Regions from separate parts of the Sus scrofa genome. Here region 2 is linked to region 1. The links are chromatin contacts, called in public Hi-C maps. All regions are on one chromosome and are shown on one strand. The core of a region is the stretch at or near the end of the contact, and the rest is flanking DNA. Distances in the headings are between cores, read along the strand shown.

The links. Hi-C and Micro-C count contacts between places; a contact is called where the count stands out from the background.
Region 2: a Hi-C map of liver shows a contact between it and region 1, with 5 times the contacts expected there. The contact joins the promoter of LOC100621115 here to the promoter of REST in region 1. A contact is called at or near these places in 2 of 47 Hi-C or Micro-C datasets (heart right ventricle and liver) and 1 of 2 datasets of contacts at active chromatin or transcription factors (alveolar macrophages).

The regions. Positions count from the first base shown.
Region 1 is chr8:56,031,657-56,039,208 of Sscrofa11.1, reverse strand. It overlaps REST (RE1-silencing transcription factor), which reads right to left and starts at 4,027. Exons shown (of 4, transcript XM_003129021.4): 1 at 3,721-4,027. LOC110261959 reads right to left here. Exons shown (of 3, transcript XM_021100538.1): 3 at 3,717-4,125. The coding sequence ends at 3,717.
Region 2 is chr8:56,227,883-56,235,434 of Sscrofa11.1, reverse strand. It overlaps LOC100621115 (nitric oxide-associated protein 1-like), which reads left to right and starts at 3,253. Exons shown (of 7, transcript XR_002346682.1): 1 at 3,253-4,888; 2 at 5,785-5,949; 3 at 6,538-6,740. POLR2B (DNA-directed RNA polymerase II subunit RPB2) reads right to left here and starts at 2,705. Exons shown (of 25, transcript XM_003129037.5): 1 at 2,550-2,705. The coding sequence starts at 2,568.

The sequences.
Region 1 (7,552 bases), core at 2,778-5,277:
TTTTTCCCCCAGAATGGGGCACTATTGTCTGCATTAAATACCTATTCAGGCTCCTATTCTTTTTCCTCGACGCCTTTTTTTTTTTTTTTAATTCAAGTATAGTTGATCTACAAGGGTTGTGATCAATGATTTTCTTAACGGATGGAGTCTGGGATCTTTTCTTCTGCCTCTTGATCAGCAGACACTACATCGGTTATCTTGACATGTTTTAAGCCAACTCTCTAAAATTTATGAACCAACCTTCACTGACAGCTTTATATCCTTCACCTTCCTTTTGCTTTAAGTCACATATTAATGACTTTGCTTTTTCTCAAATTACATTCAAAGTCCATAGGCATTCCTTTTATAGCAATCCTGTACCCACTAAAAAGTGAATTTTCTTTCTTTTTTTATGATTTTTATTTTTTCTTTTTTTCCTTTTTTTTGGATTTTTTCTGTCTTTTTAGGGCCACACCCACGGCATATGGAGGTTCCCAAGCTAGGGGTCTAATCGGAGCTGTAGCCACAGCCAGAGCAATGCCAGATCCGAGCCGCATCTTCGACCTACACCAGAGCTCACGGCAACGCTGGATCCTTAACCCACTGAGCAAGGCCAGGGATCGAACCCGAACCTCATGGTTCCTCATCGGATTTGTTTCCGCTGCGCCACAATGGGAACTCCTATTTTTTCTATTACAGTTGATTTACAGTGTTCTGTCAAGTTTCTACTGTATAGCGAAGTGACCCAGTCTCACAAACACACACACATATAGATATACATTCTTTTTCTTATCCTCCATCAAAAGTGACTACAGTTCCCTGTGCTATACGGCAGGATAAAAATTTTTTTCTCTTTTTTCTTTTCTTTCTTCCTTTCCTTTCTTTCCTTCCTTCCCTCCCCTCCCTTCCCTTCCTCCCAAACCTGAGCCACAGCAGTGACAATGTTGGATGCTTAAATGCTAGGCCACCAGGGAACTCCAAAACACTGAATTTTCAATATGAGATAAAAAGGTATTTCCTAAAACCAAACATGCTGGCATAGGTGCAATCATCGCCTCAGGAATTTCTTTTCCCTTTTTTGGTGGGGAGAGAGGGCTATGCCCAAGGCACATGGAAGTTTCCAGGCCAGGGATCAATCCCATGCCACACAGCAGGGACTCCAGCTACTGCAATGACAACGCCAAACCCTTAACCCACTCTGCCACAAAAGAACTCCCGAATTTCCCTTTTTTAGAACAACAAAAATCAGGAGTTCCTGCTGCGAAACAGCAGAAACAAATCTGACTAGTATCCATGAGGATGTGGTTTCTATGCCTGGCCTCACTCAGTGGGCATGGGATCTGGCGATGCTGTGGGCTGTGGTGCAGGTCACAGATTCCGCTTGGATTCCCCCGACCCCAAGCCTGGGAACTTCCATATGCTGCGAGTGCGACCCTTATTTCAGAAAAAAAAAAAAAAAAAAAAAAAAAAGGCAACCCCCTCCCCCACAAAGCAAAACAAAACCCCCTGGTCTTTAGGGTGGATTCATTTATCTTGCAATGGTAGGCAACCTTAAATGCAGACGTCAATCTATGTGAGTCTGTATCAAGCAACTAAAGTTTTTCTTCACTTTTTACTCTTCTGGGGAGCACTTCCAGCACCACAAATGGCACTATGGGTCCATGGCGTTAGTCGAGGTTTTCGGTATTGCACCAACCAGGATGAAAAAAGCAACAACTGTAAGAGGTTAAATTTTACTGCCACAGAATTTACCACAGAGACTGCTCACATGGAAATGAGGCGATTCACCTGGGGTTTCAAGCAGGTACTTCCAACACCTGAGTTAACCAAAATCTTAACAGGAGGTGGCCATGAAGTCATTACTTTAGAACAACGTGCCCTATGGCTAATTTTATGTAGTTATGACAATACTGAATCTTTGTTTACATTTCTCTCCACAGTGAATGGCACTCGTGTATGGTCGATTACCTACCTGTGTGCACAAGTCTTGATAAATTTTATCTTTTTACTAGTTTCTATACACTTCACAGCAGTAAATGATAAGATTCTAGTATCTACATATACTTTGTAGTCATAACATGTCTTTTTCCCTTTTTGGATATTTTTAGGCTACATGTTCTGTTAATTTTTTCACAATATTGCACATCTCAAAAAAACTAACCAATATATTTGTTGAAAAAATCCACATTTAAGTGGACTTGCACAGGTCAAACCTGTATTGTTCAAGAGTTAACGATATTGTGAAAAAAGTACCACTTATTTCTTATTTATAAATGACTTGACCTGTTAAAAAATGAAAAAAAAAATAACAGACCTTTTTTTCCTGTGAAAAGAGAAGTCTGGTGTATTCAAGACTTCTTTTGAGCATTTAATTCAAAAATTAAAGAAATTTTCAACTCATATAACTGGTTAACTCATCTCCACAATCAGCAACTTCCTTGCATGTGCGTGACTCGGCCCACTTGCCTAGCGGAGCCATTACAAGGTCCCCTTGAAAACACGCTGGGCATCTTATAAACCGTCTTCACACCGTACTTTCCACTCTAATAGGCGTTATGCTCCAATTAGGTGTTTCCTTGCAAGTTAGAAAAAGCAAAACGAGTGGAAAAAAACTTAAAAAAAAAAAAGTTAAAACCCAAATCCAGACAGGAGCTGGTATCGCCCAACTGCATCAACACGCCCCGCTCGAGTTACACGTACCAACCAAAGTTAGAACCAGATGCCATCACACAAAGCAAACGCTGTCCGAGGGCTCAACCCTGCAACCCGGCTCCTGACCCCCCGCCGTTCGGGTCCTGATCCCCCATGCGCAAAGGGACCGCAACGTGGATCCGGAAGGCGGTCTGAGCGCCGCCCGGAGTCCGGCGCTGAGCCCTCGGGGCTGCGGCCCCAGCTCCGGCGTCCGCGGCCGAGCTCCCAACCCCAACAGGCATCCGGCCATTTTCTCTGAACATGTTCGACACAAAGTGGCTCTGCAAACTCGGCGCCTCGCTCCCTCCCTGCCCGGCCGGTTCCCCGCGCCCTCACGCCCCGACTCGTCCCGGCGCTGGTCCCGGGCTCCCTCCTGCACCGAGGACCGCAGATCCGCACCTCAGGGCGCCGCCGGCCACACCAAGACCCCCCGGCCCGGTCCCCCCAGCCAGAGGCCGGGCAGAGGACGCACGGTCCCTGCGCCGCACCGGCCGAGTCTTGCCTTCCGCGGGCGCCATCCGCGCGCTGGGCCCCCCGCGCCCCGGAAGTCTGCGCTCACTTCCCCGCCGCGCCCGCGGGACGCGCGCCCCAGCCTCCGGCCCCCGGCCCCGGCCGCGAGGGGGCCCCGCGCGGAGAGGCAGCCAGAGCGCAGAATTCGCTGTCCAGCCCAAGCGGCGGGCCCGCCGGGCCCCGGGCCGACTCCACCCGCCCTGCCGCTCCCCACGGCGCCTTCCGGCGACGGCGAGAGGCCGGGGAGGGAGGGGACGGCAGGGACGGCGGGCGAGGGGCGGCGGCGGGACCTGGGCAGCACGACGACGAGGGGAAGTGCCAACATCGGGGCCCCAAGCGGGGAGCCGACCTCGAGGGCCCCCGGGTCCCCGTGTAACCCGAGCCCGCTCGGCCGCCCGCCCCCGCTGCCGCCGGAGCCACAAGATCTGCAAATCAGCCCTGGACAGCGCCTCGCTCCGCGTCCTTCCGCGCCCTCCCCCTCCCGCGGCCGCCCGGCCCGCCGCCCCCACCCGCCCGGCCCTTGGCCCACGCCGCGCTTACCGGCCTTCTTGGGCGAGGAGGGGCGAAGCCCCGGCGGCGCGGCTCCTGCTCCGACTCCTTTTCTTTGTTGCCGGACTTTCGGGGGAGGGGAGGGAGGAAAAGTTGGGCCCGGGGCCGTCGAGGCCCGCCGAGCCCCGAGAGGGGGTCTGCAGAGGCCTCAGGCCTCGGGCTCCCGCCCCGCCGTCCCGGCCACCGCCCCCGCCGCCGGGGTCTGGGGCCCGGGGCCTCGGCGGCGCTCGCTCGGCTCGGGCGCCCGGAGCTCGCGGGAGCCGCACATTCCAGCACAGGAGGTTGCGCCGCGCGCCCGGCCCGCGCCGCCGCCGCCGCCGCTCCCGGGACACGCCCCCTCGCCGCCCGCGCGCGCCCGCCGGACACGCCCCCTCGCCGCCCGCGCGCGCCCCGCCCCTGGGCTAGCACGGCTGCTGTGACCGGACGGGGCCGGGCCGGGCCGGGCCGGGCCGGGGGCGCGCGCGGGGGCAGCCGCACCTATGCCCCCGCCCCTCGCTCTGGCCCTTGGGTCTAAGGAGGAGCGAGTCCACTGCCTTTCTCGGTTTCCTTCCTAAATTAACTGTGGTAAAGTTACCCCCTGCCTTGGGGTGCCTGCAAGAGAACAGCGCTATTAAAGACAAATCTACAGGCTTCGACCAGCCTCTTTAGAAGCTTGGTCACCCGCCCTTTCAAGCCTCAAGCGGTCAAAAACAAATCTCAGGCACCCTTTAGGTCTCCATCCACAGCCACCCTTAACTAAGGGAGCTTCGGAGTTCCCGTCGTGGCGCAGTGGTTAACGAATCCGACTAGGAACCATGAGGTTGTGGGTTCGGTCCCTGCCCTTGCTCAGTGGGTTAACGATCCGGCGTTGCCGTGAGCTGTGGTGTAGGTCGCAGACGCGGCTCGGATCCCGCGTTGCTGTGGCTCTGGAGTAGGCTGGTGGCTACAGCTCCAATTCGACCCCTAGCCTGGGAACCTCCATGTGCCGTGGGAGCGGCCCAAGAAATAGCAAAAAGACAAAAAAAAAACCCCAAAAACTAAGGGAGCTTCGTTTCAAGTCTATTCGTTTAAAAAGTGCCTTCCAAGTTTTAAACAGTAAGGGAGAAAAATACAGTCAGTGAGCTGTGACAAGAAAATATTTGGGGAATGTCATGGATTCAAAGCTGTGAGCATAGGAGCCCCCGTTGAAGCCCAGCAGTAAGGAATCTGACTAGTGCCCATGAGGATGCAGGTTTGATCCCTGGCCTCTCTCAGTGGGTGAAGGATGCCGTGTCGCCATGAGCTGTGCTGTAGGTCGCAGACACGGCTGTGACCCCGGGTTGCTGTGTTTTTGGCTGCGGTGTAGGCCGGCAGCTGCAGCTCTGATCCAGCCAGGAGCCTGGGAACTTCCAGTTGCTGAAGATGTGGCCCTAAAGAAAAAAAAAATTGTGAGAATGCAAACAGAAGACAAGTCCCTAGTTGTGGAGGGTAGTGGCTCATTGCTGAGCCTAAAAAGCAGGATTTCATTGCAGCAATTACCCTCAGGTTACAGAGGTATAGATGGTGGTGAGGACATGGAGGCTGCCTTCTGAACAAGTGTGGAGAGTAAGCTGCTTGCTGGTTTAATATGCTAGAGAGAGAGAGTAGTTTTATGTCCCTTTCTTTCTTTTTGCAAAAGAAATTCCTAAGCTGCATCTCACAGCAATGCCAGATCCTTAACCCACTGAGAGAGGCCAGGGATCCAACCCGCATCCCTTCATCTCACACGCTGGCCTCCAGCGTCTATGTCTGGTTCTTAACCCACTTAGCCACATCTGGGAAATCCCCTTAAAAAAAAAAGTAAAATCTTATTTGAGGTTGCATAGCTTTTTTAGATACTGTAGCCCAGGGAAAACTTCTGGCCTCAGTTAAAACCTCAAAGACATAAGCTTTCTTTCCTTTTTTCATGTTCAAAAAGGCAAAAATGAAACATTTCTTTTTAATCCTACTCGATTTTTTAATGATTTTTACTTTTTCCATTATAGCTGGTTTATAGTATTCTGTCGATTTTCCACTGTACAGCATGGTGACCCAGTTACACATACATGTATACATTCTTTTTTCTCACATTATCATGCTCCATCATAAGTGACTAGATATAGTTCCCAGTGCTATAGAGCAGGATCTCATTGCTTATTAATCCTACTAGATAAATGGCCTTCATTTCCTCAGTCTGACTTGCTTACTGGAAAAGTTTTATTATGAATTTATTCCCACATACTGGGATAAAAATAAATGAATGGCAAATCAGCAGCTGCATTCCTTTAAAGTTAGCAGAGGTCTTGGTTCAAAGAGATGGCATATTCAGAGTGATCCAAATTATCATGACATAAAGGCCCTGGGTCAAATTCAAGACCAAGTTACAAATCAATAGGAAATCACCTTGGGGGGAAACTGGTGCTGTGAACTTGAATTCTTAATTGTTTTTCAGGTGGCTGTATTTTACTTTGATGCATCCAAAATTTAAGATCTTCTACAAGATAAAGACTTTGAATTTTGTGTGAGCCCTGGTTTTCTTTTAATTCATCATTTAAAAAATTTTAATTATCATATGTTCTTAATGTTTTTCTCTAGAAATTTCTTTCTTTTTTTTTTGTTTGTTTGTTTTTGCTTTTTTAGGGCTGCACCTGAGTTATATGAAAGTTCCCAGGCTAGGGGTCAAATCAGACCTGCAGCTATTGGCCTACACCACAGCTACACTGCTAGATCCTAGCCAAGTCTTTGACCTACACCACAGCTCATGGCAACGCTGGTTCCTTAACCTGCTGAGCAAGGCTAGGGATTGAACCCTCCTCCTCATGGATACTAGTACGATTCATTACTGCGGAGCCATAAGGGGAACTCCCAAGAGATTTTTCTCACAAGTTCAGTTAAATATTGTTTTTGAGCTTTTAGGTGCTTTTTGTTCCTTACCCTGCTTCATGTTTCTCTTTAGAAAAGAGCTTAATTTGGAATTCCTGTCATGGCTCAGGAGAAAGCAATCTGATTAGCATCCATGAGGACACAAGTTCCATCCCTGGCCTCGCTCAGTGGGTTAAGGATCGGGCGTTGTCATGAGCTGTGGTGTAGGTCGCAGATGAGGATCCCACGTTGCTGTGGCTGTGGTGCAGGCTGGCAGCTGTAGCTCTGATTTGACTCCTAGCCTGGGAACCTCCATAGGCCCTGAGTGAGGCCCTAAAAAGACCAAAAAAAAAAGAGCTTAATTAGACTGAATTTATGTGAATGTTACAGTGAAGCACAATAATCTACTCTCTTTTTTTTTTTTGGCTGCACCTGCCGCATGTGGAAGTTTCCAGGCCAGCAATCAAAACTGCTCCACCACAACCCAAACCACTGCAGTGGTACTGGCAACTGGCGATGCCAGATCCTTAATCCCTTCTATCACAAGGGAACTCTCACAATAACCTTCCTTAAATGCTACATTTTACTCAAAGTTCCTATTTTTAAAAAATTAAGATAGAAGAGTTCCTGCCATGGTGCAGTGGGTCAAGGATCTGGCATTGTTGCCACAGCTGTGACCTAGGTTGCAACTGTGGCTGGGATTTGATCCCTGGCCCAGCAACTTCCATATGCCACAGCTGCAGCTGAAAAAGAAAAATATCTTAATGTTATCAGGTTTAATGTCCACTCTCAATGTTACCAGCTGAAGAAATGGCTTTGGTCTGTCAAGAACTTCCATGTGGGGCCTTTCTCCCATTTTCCCCACATGTCCAGTGGTGCCTGTCACTGCCTGCGCCTACAAGAATCTCTTCCTGATGTAACTGATCCCTGAGGGACTGAACTCTGGCTTCGAAATTTTTGTTCTCTGAGTCAGCACCATTTCTGT
Region 2 (7,552 bases), core at 2,004-4,503, 200 kb before region 1:
GTGGCTCAGTGGTTAACAATCCAACTAGGAACCATGAGGTTTTGGGTTCGATCCCTGGCCTTGCTCAATGGGTTGAGGATCCGGCATTGCCATGGTGTAGGTTTCAGACATGGATCAGATCCCGTGTTACTGTGGCTGTGGTGTAGGTCGGCAGCTACAGCTCCAATTCAAGCCCTAGCCTGGGAATCTCCATATGCCTTGGGAGCAGCCCAAGAATGGCAAAAAGAAAAAAAAAAAAAAAAAAAAAAAAAAAAAAAACAGCAAAAAAACCCCAAAACCCTTTAGAGTCATGTGAAGGAAAGGGAATCTGTGAGGGAGACATTTGGTCATTCGTCCACTCATCAGACACTCATTGACTATGACTGTTTCCTATGTCCCAGGCATTGGAGGCATCACCTTCAACAAGACAAAGCATGGCTGTGTCCCCAAAAACTGTCACTTACTAGGGAGGTAAAGACAACATAAAGTCAATTAAGAGGAAGAACAAAGTAATATGGGCAGTCCCAAACAGGACCTAAGGAGGTTAGGAGAGACCTCACGTGTGACTAAACAGGAGTAAACCAGGCAGAAGGAGAGAGTGGGTGTGGGACGGGAGGAGAAAGAAGTACTCCAAACAGAAAAGACGTGCACACAAAACTCCACAGTGAAAGACATTCAAGGAATAAAAGGCCAATGTAGCCAAAGCACAAAATCTGGCATTAGAGAGTAATAAAAGTGTTTAAGATGCTGGCTATGTACTGATATGAAAATCCTCTAGCATATATATCAAAATTTTATAAGTGCAGGGACTTTTTGTTGTGGCTCATCAGGTTAAGGACCTGACACTGTGTTGTCACTGCTGTGGCAGAGGTCTGATCCCTGGCATAGGAACTTCTGCATGTCACACGTGCAGTCAAAAAAAAGCGCAGAAAATTGTGAATGTTACTTTTTAATTGTAAAAAGGGAAGAAGAGAATCCCTTCTCTATTTGCCTGCAAATGCATAAAGCATCTAGAGACAAAAATCTAAACAAACCAGTTAGCTACTGTGAGGAAAGCTTACAAGGGACAGACACTGGACAAGAATAAGACCTTAATTAACATTTTTGAGAAATGAGAACATATTACCTACTCAAAAAATTAAGCTAATGGAGTCCCCTGGTGGCCCAGGGTATTAAGAATCCTATGTTGTCACTGAAGTGGCTCTAGTTACTGCTGTGGCACAGGTTAGATCCCTGGCCCAGGAACTTGCACATGCCTTGGGCTGGCCAGGAAAAAAAAAAAAATTTAGCTAAAAACACTTTTCTGAGGAGTTCCCATCATGGCTCAATGGGTTAAGAACCCAACAGAGCAGCTGTGAGTTCAATGCCTGGCCATCGAGGATCCAGCACTGCCAGAAGCTGTGGCATAGGTTGCAAATGCAGCTAGGATCTGGCATTGTTGTGCTGTAGGCCAGCAGCTGCAACTCAATTCAACCCCAGCCCAGGGAACTTCCATATGCCACAGCTTCGGTCCTAAAAAGAAAAAGGTATATATTTTTCGGAATTTTTTTTCTGAGATAGCAGTTAAGAAAAAAGAATACAATGATGCTAATAAATTTCTAAATGCAGAATAAAAATGAAACAGAAGCTTAAACGGTAGAGTTTAATTTTTTGCTTCAACTTTCTCTGAGGGAATAAGGAGAAATATGAGGAGTGTCAACGAGATTGGGAGCTAGAAGAAAATGAAGTTTGAAACAATAGCTGTGGAGAATGGAAGAGGAAGCATTAGAGGAGTTCCCACCGTAGCCTAACGAATTGGAGGCGTCTTGGGAGCACTGGAACACAGGTTGGATCCCCAGTCCAGCACAGTGAATTAAAGATCCAATGTTTCCACAGGCGTGGCTTAGTTCGTTAGCTGCAGCTTGGATCTGAGCCCTGGCCTGGGTACTCCAAATGCCGTGGGGCCGCCAAAAAAGAGAGAAAAAAATACATATATGTACATACACACATACATATAACGAAAAAGCGGTACACACTAAAGATGCTATATGTAAAAAGAAAATGAGTATATATTAGCCCTGTTGAGTAAAAAAGTCATCTCTCAAGATAATTTACTTAAGCGGAAAGCAGAGTGAAGGACGCCAAACAAGCCCAATCCCCCCTCCCACCCTGTATTCTCTGCACCGGCTGTATTTGCAGAGCCTAGCACATCGCCCAGCACAAGCTGACGTTCAAACATTCGACTATTCAATAAATCCACTATCTCTGACGTTAAGGGAAGTCGAGGAGCCCTTTGCTTCAGATGAACCCCAAACACCGGTACTGGTCGCAGAAGCCGCCTGCTATTTCAATACGGACGGATGGGGGTGTCACTTTTCCAGAAGCAGCCAGTGGAGACAACAAACGTTATAAATGCTGCGCTCCCCGCCGGTCCACCCTCCTAGTTCGTCCCCGGCCCGGGGATGGAGGGGAAAACGCCTGGGGACCCCGCGCGGCGGGCGGGGAAGAAGGCCTCAAACCCTCGACTCGCCCGGCTCCCACGTTTCCCCCCTCCGACGGTTCGCCGCGCAGTGTTCTAAAGGGTCACCTACCCTCGTCCGCGTCATACATGTTGGCACACGACCCCGGAGCTCCCAATCCTCGAAGTGAAACGCAGGACACCGCCAGCAGCCACCGCCAGCAGGCTCCCCCCGGCCGCAGCGCCAGGCAAAGTGATTTCCGTTTCCGGCGCTCCCAGAATATCCTGCGGCTCCCGCGAAACCCCGCCCACAAAGAAGCCGCCGTAAGGTTTGCGCCTGCGCGAAAGTAGGCTAAGGCCTGCGAAAGGTTAGTGCTACACATGCGCAGTTTGGGGGTTGACTCTTCTGTGGCTGCCCCGCGGGGCCGCGTCACAGCTACCGAATGAAGTCTTGTTTTGCAATGTTGTTGCACAAATAGTAGCCCCTGGAGACAATAAGATTTGTTAATAAAAGGATGTAGTTGTGCTTTATTTTTTCAGTTGCAAAAACTTTAAAAAAAGTTTTGAAAAATGACTACTCTGTACATCAACTATACCTCAGCTTTGTTAAAGTTTAAAAAGTGCGATTTCTGGAGTTCCCGTCGTGGCTCAGTGGTTAACGAATCTGACTAGGAACCATGAGGTTGCAGGTTCGATCCCTGGCCTCGCTCATTGGGTTAAGGATCCAGCATTGTCGTGAGCTGTGGTGTAGGTCCCAGACGCGGCTCGGATCTGGCGTTGCTGTGGCCCTGGCGTAGGCCGGCAGCTACAGCTCCGATTCAACCCCTAGCCTGGGAACCTAATGGTAAAAAGACCAAAAAAAAAAAAAAAAAAAAGTGCGATTTCTGAGCTGCAGGCAGCAGCCGAAGCCCGACCAAAGCCTCACTCGCTGGCTGACCTAGCCAACCCCGCCGAGCCCGGACCTCCCGTGCCTTTAGCTCCGCCTTAGGTGGGTTCTCGGGCCTCAGCGGCTTCATCGCGAGATCTCACGAGATGCGATCGGGAGGAGGAGCCGAAGGGCGACGCTGACCAATGACAGCTCTCTGGTCGTCCCAGGCTTTTTCCGGTTTACCAAGCAGCTGGGGCCGCAGTGCGCGTGCAAACCCGTGGCCTGCGCTTGGCCCGCGCCCACGTGCCCATGCCGCCCGCGCGCCTCGCTCCTAGGCTGCTGTGCGGCCTCCTGCGAGGTGGCTCTCCCACGGCCAGGCGCCTTGGTCTCCGGGACGCGCTCCTGGCAAACCGGTGGCCCGCCCCTGGCCCGCGCCCGCGTTTCCATGCTGCCCACGCGCCTCGCTCCTAGGCTGCTGTGCGGCTTCCTGCAGGGAGCCTCTCCCACGGCCGCGCGCCTTGGTCTCCAGGACGCGCTCCTGGAGAGGAGATGTGCGGCCAGCCTTTCATCCCAGCGCCCGTGGGCCCTGGGCCGGGGGCGTTCTCGGTACCGGACTGCGACTGGGGGCAGCGAAGGAAGGGCCGACCTAGAGGAGAGTTTTCTGTTCCCCGAGTACATCCCGGAGCCGGAGCCCGCACCGACCCTCCAAGACCAGCTACGAGAGGTGCAGCAGCGGCAAGAAGAGAACGAACGACAGATGCAGCAGCGGCGGGAGGAGCGGCGCCAGCAGAAGCTCCGGGCCGCTCGGCGGGTGCAGCGGGCGCAGCCGGTCGTGGGGCACCCGGACCCGACGGTGGCACCCAGCGGCCTGAACTGTTCGGGATGCGGGGCGGAGCTGCACTGCCAGGACCCCGGCGTGCCCGGCTACCTGCCCAGCGAGAAGTTCCTCCGCGCGGCGGCGCAGGCGGACGGCGGGCTGGCGAGGACGGTGTGCCAGCGCTGCTGGTTGCTGGTGCACCACCGGCGCGCCCTACGCCTGCAGGTGAGTCCCGAGAAGTACCTGGAGCTCGTGAGCGCCGCGCTGCGGCGGCCCGAGCCCGCCCTGGTGTTATACATGGTGGACCTGCTGGATCTGCCCGACGCCCTGCTGCGCCACCTGCCCGCGCTCGTGGGCCCCAAGCAGCTGATCGTGCTGGGGAACAAGGTGGACCTGCTGCCCCAGGACGCCCCCGGATACCGGCAGCGCATCCGGGAGCGACTGTGGGACGACTGTGCCCGCGTCGGGCTCCTGCCGCCCCCTGGCTCCCGGAGGTCCCAACACCCCGGCCGGAAGCAGCCGCGGGACCAGGCGGAGAAGGCGAACCACTCGGCCAAGTCCCGCGCGGTGCTTAGGGACGTGCGGCTCATCAGCGCCAAGACTGGCTACGGAGTCGAAGAGTTGATCTCCGCGCTCCAGCGCTCCTGGCGCTACCGCGGCGACGTCTACCTGGTTGGCGCCACCAACGCTGGCAAGTCCACCCTCTTCAACACGCTCCTGGAGTCCGATTACTGCATCGCCAAGGGCGCTGAGGCTATCGACAGGGCCACCATCTCCGCTTGGCCTGGTGAGACTTAGGGCGCCGCCCACCCCCTTGGTTTTCCGAAAAGCGAGAGGTCTGATGGTGGTTAAGCACTTAGCACTCCTTCCTTCATGTCCACCAGAGGCTGGAGCCTCCCCTTTAAACCTCCCCTACCTACTTGGGTCCTATTTCTCTTCCCTGTCAGCTTAGCGCTTGGAAATTCGGTATATGTTGCACTAACTTTCCAACAAACATAGGGGAGTACGTCTGTGGTCTGGTCTCTCTGTAGACCAACCCGAAGACAACGCCCCGTGTACTCCCGGAGGTTTCCCTCGTAGCTTTAGTTCTTTGTATGTTGCTCTGTTTAATCCTTTTACTTTCTAAACCTCCCTCCTCTGCTCCGGTCTTGCTTGAGTTTATTCAGGAGATCTGTACACTGTGCACATTTAATATCTGAATAATTCACTAATGCAACGTGATGTGTGGCTTTGTTGAGGAAAATGTCAACTGTGTGATTTGGGGGAGATGTCTGTAGTCCTTGCAAAATGGATCCTTGTGTGACCCTGTTTGTATCTAGCAGTTGGCAAAATGAACTACTTGTTACTTTGAAACTAGGATTTAACTTTGCTTGATAAGCTGTACTTCTCTATCCTGTACGCTGGTTGATTGATACACAGAAGTACTTTTACACTAGTTAGTAGAATGTAGAAGATGGAAAAAGATTAGGCCTGTAGATGTGGGATTCAAATCCTGGCTGATCCTGTTAGCCAATCTCTGAGCCTGCTTTCTCATATGTAAAGTAAAGATAATTTTGGAGAGGGTTGTCATGAAAATGAATAGAAGTAATCACAGTACACAAGGTGGGGTACACCCTCATAAATTGTTTCTTCTGTTTTCTTGTATGATGTTTATAACAACATATTTATTCTTTGCTGTTTCAGGTACTACATTAAACCTTCTAAAGTTTCCTATTTGCAACCCAACTCCTTACAGAATGTTTCAAAGGCAAAAAAGGCTTAAAAGAGATGCAGTTGAAGCAGAAGAAGATCTTAGTCAGCAAGAACAAAATCAACTTAATCTCTTAAAAAAGCATGGTTATGTAGTAGGTAAGCATATTCTATAGGGAAACTCTTGTTGGGTCCATATTAAATTTTTTTGTTGAACAGCCTGAACTACTGCTCTCTGTGACTGGCCACGTTTGTGGGGAGAGACCACTTGCTCATTTCAGAATGCAGAGGCCCTTTAGAGGCAAGGCTACTCTTTGGAAAATCAAGATAGTACGTGCTTGGAGAAATCCAGTAAAGACCTGGCCATTGTTAGTAGTAGAGGCATTTCCCCTCAAATCTGGCCCCACCTTGCAGACTGGTACAGGCTGTTGAGCTGTGGCGGCTTTAACTGCATTATCACCTTCTCCTTGGTATCTTTTTTCAGCTTTTCTCTCCTAACATCAGTTTGGTTTCCTGCACTCTTCCCCTCCACAACTCCCTCCCCCCCAGTGTGCACAGCCAGCCACACACACTTGATCATTACAAGACTCTGACTCCCACTGACTTTAGAAATAAAGCAGAACTATCGTTGTAACCCCACTTCCATATATGAAGTTCCTCTTATGACTTGTTCCAGGCAAACATAAGAATTGTCTCAAGTCCAAAGCTGTAAAGGAGTAACTCCTGACTTCAGTATACTTGTTCTAGGGAGAGTTGGAAGGACCTTCTCATGCTCAGAACAGAAGGAGGAAGCTGCCTTTGAGTTCGATGCCAATTCTCTTGCCTTTGACATGGGCGATGATCCTGTTATGGTTGCTGATAAACCCACCAGACGCATAGAACTGACCCCACAAGATGTGAAAGATGCCCGCTGGTTTTATGACACCCCCGGAATTACCAAAGACAACTGTGTATGTATTTAATGTCTTCTAGAAACACGGACTTTCAGTTATGAGGGCGCTGGCTTAACTGGCCGAAAAAGAGGTCTTCCTTAGACGTGGTTCTGACTCATTGAAGACTGCTGCTCCCTAGAAGGCTTGATGGAGAGAACACACTTTCTTTTTTCTTTTTTTTCTTTTTCGTTTTTTTTTGGTTCTTTAGGTCTGCACCTGCAGCCCCCTGAAGTTCCCAGGCTAGGGATCAAATTGGTGGTACAGCTACCAGCCTACACCACAGCCACAGCAACACCAGATCCAAGCCTCATCTGCAACCTTACCACAGCTCACAGCAATGCTAGGTCCTTCACCCGTTAAGCAAAGCCAGGCATTGAACCTGCGTCTTCACTGATACTAGTCGGATTCGTTAACACTGAGCCATGACAGGAACTCCCTTCAAAGAACACATGCTTCTGACATTCTCCCGATTGTATTTGCAGGAAAACAAACCTCTGCTTAATATTATTTTGTTACAAATGTATAGAATTTTTGAGATGTAATTGAGAGAACACACTTTCTATCTTGGAATTGATCCTCAGTACTTTCCAGATTTGACAGAATTTGGAGACTACTGCCGTTCATACCCCTGTAGTTATTTTGCCATTACTCAGGATTAAGTTCTGAAACAAGAGTATAGCCAGCTGTACACTGATTCATTTAACCAGAAAAAAATAAATTTTTATGAAGCAAATTCTGAAATACATACTTCGAAGCCTGTAATTAAATTTTAATTGTAACGTTATCTTACAAGTAAATCACAACATATCATATGTTCATTGAAAGTAATT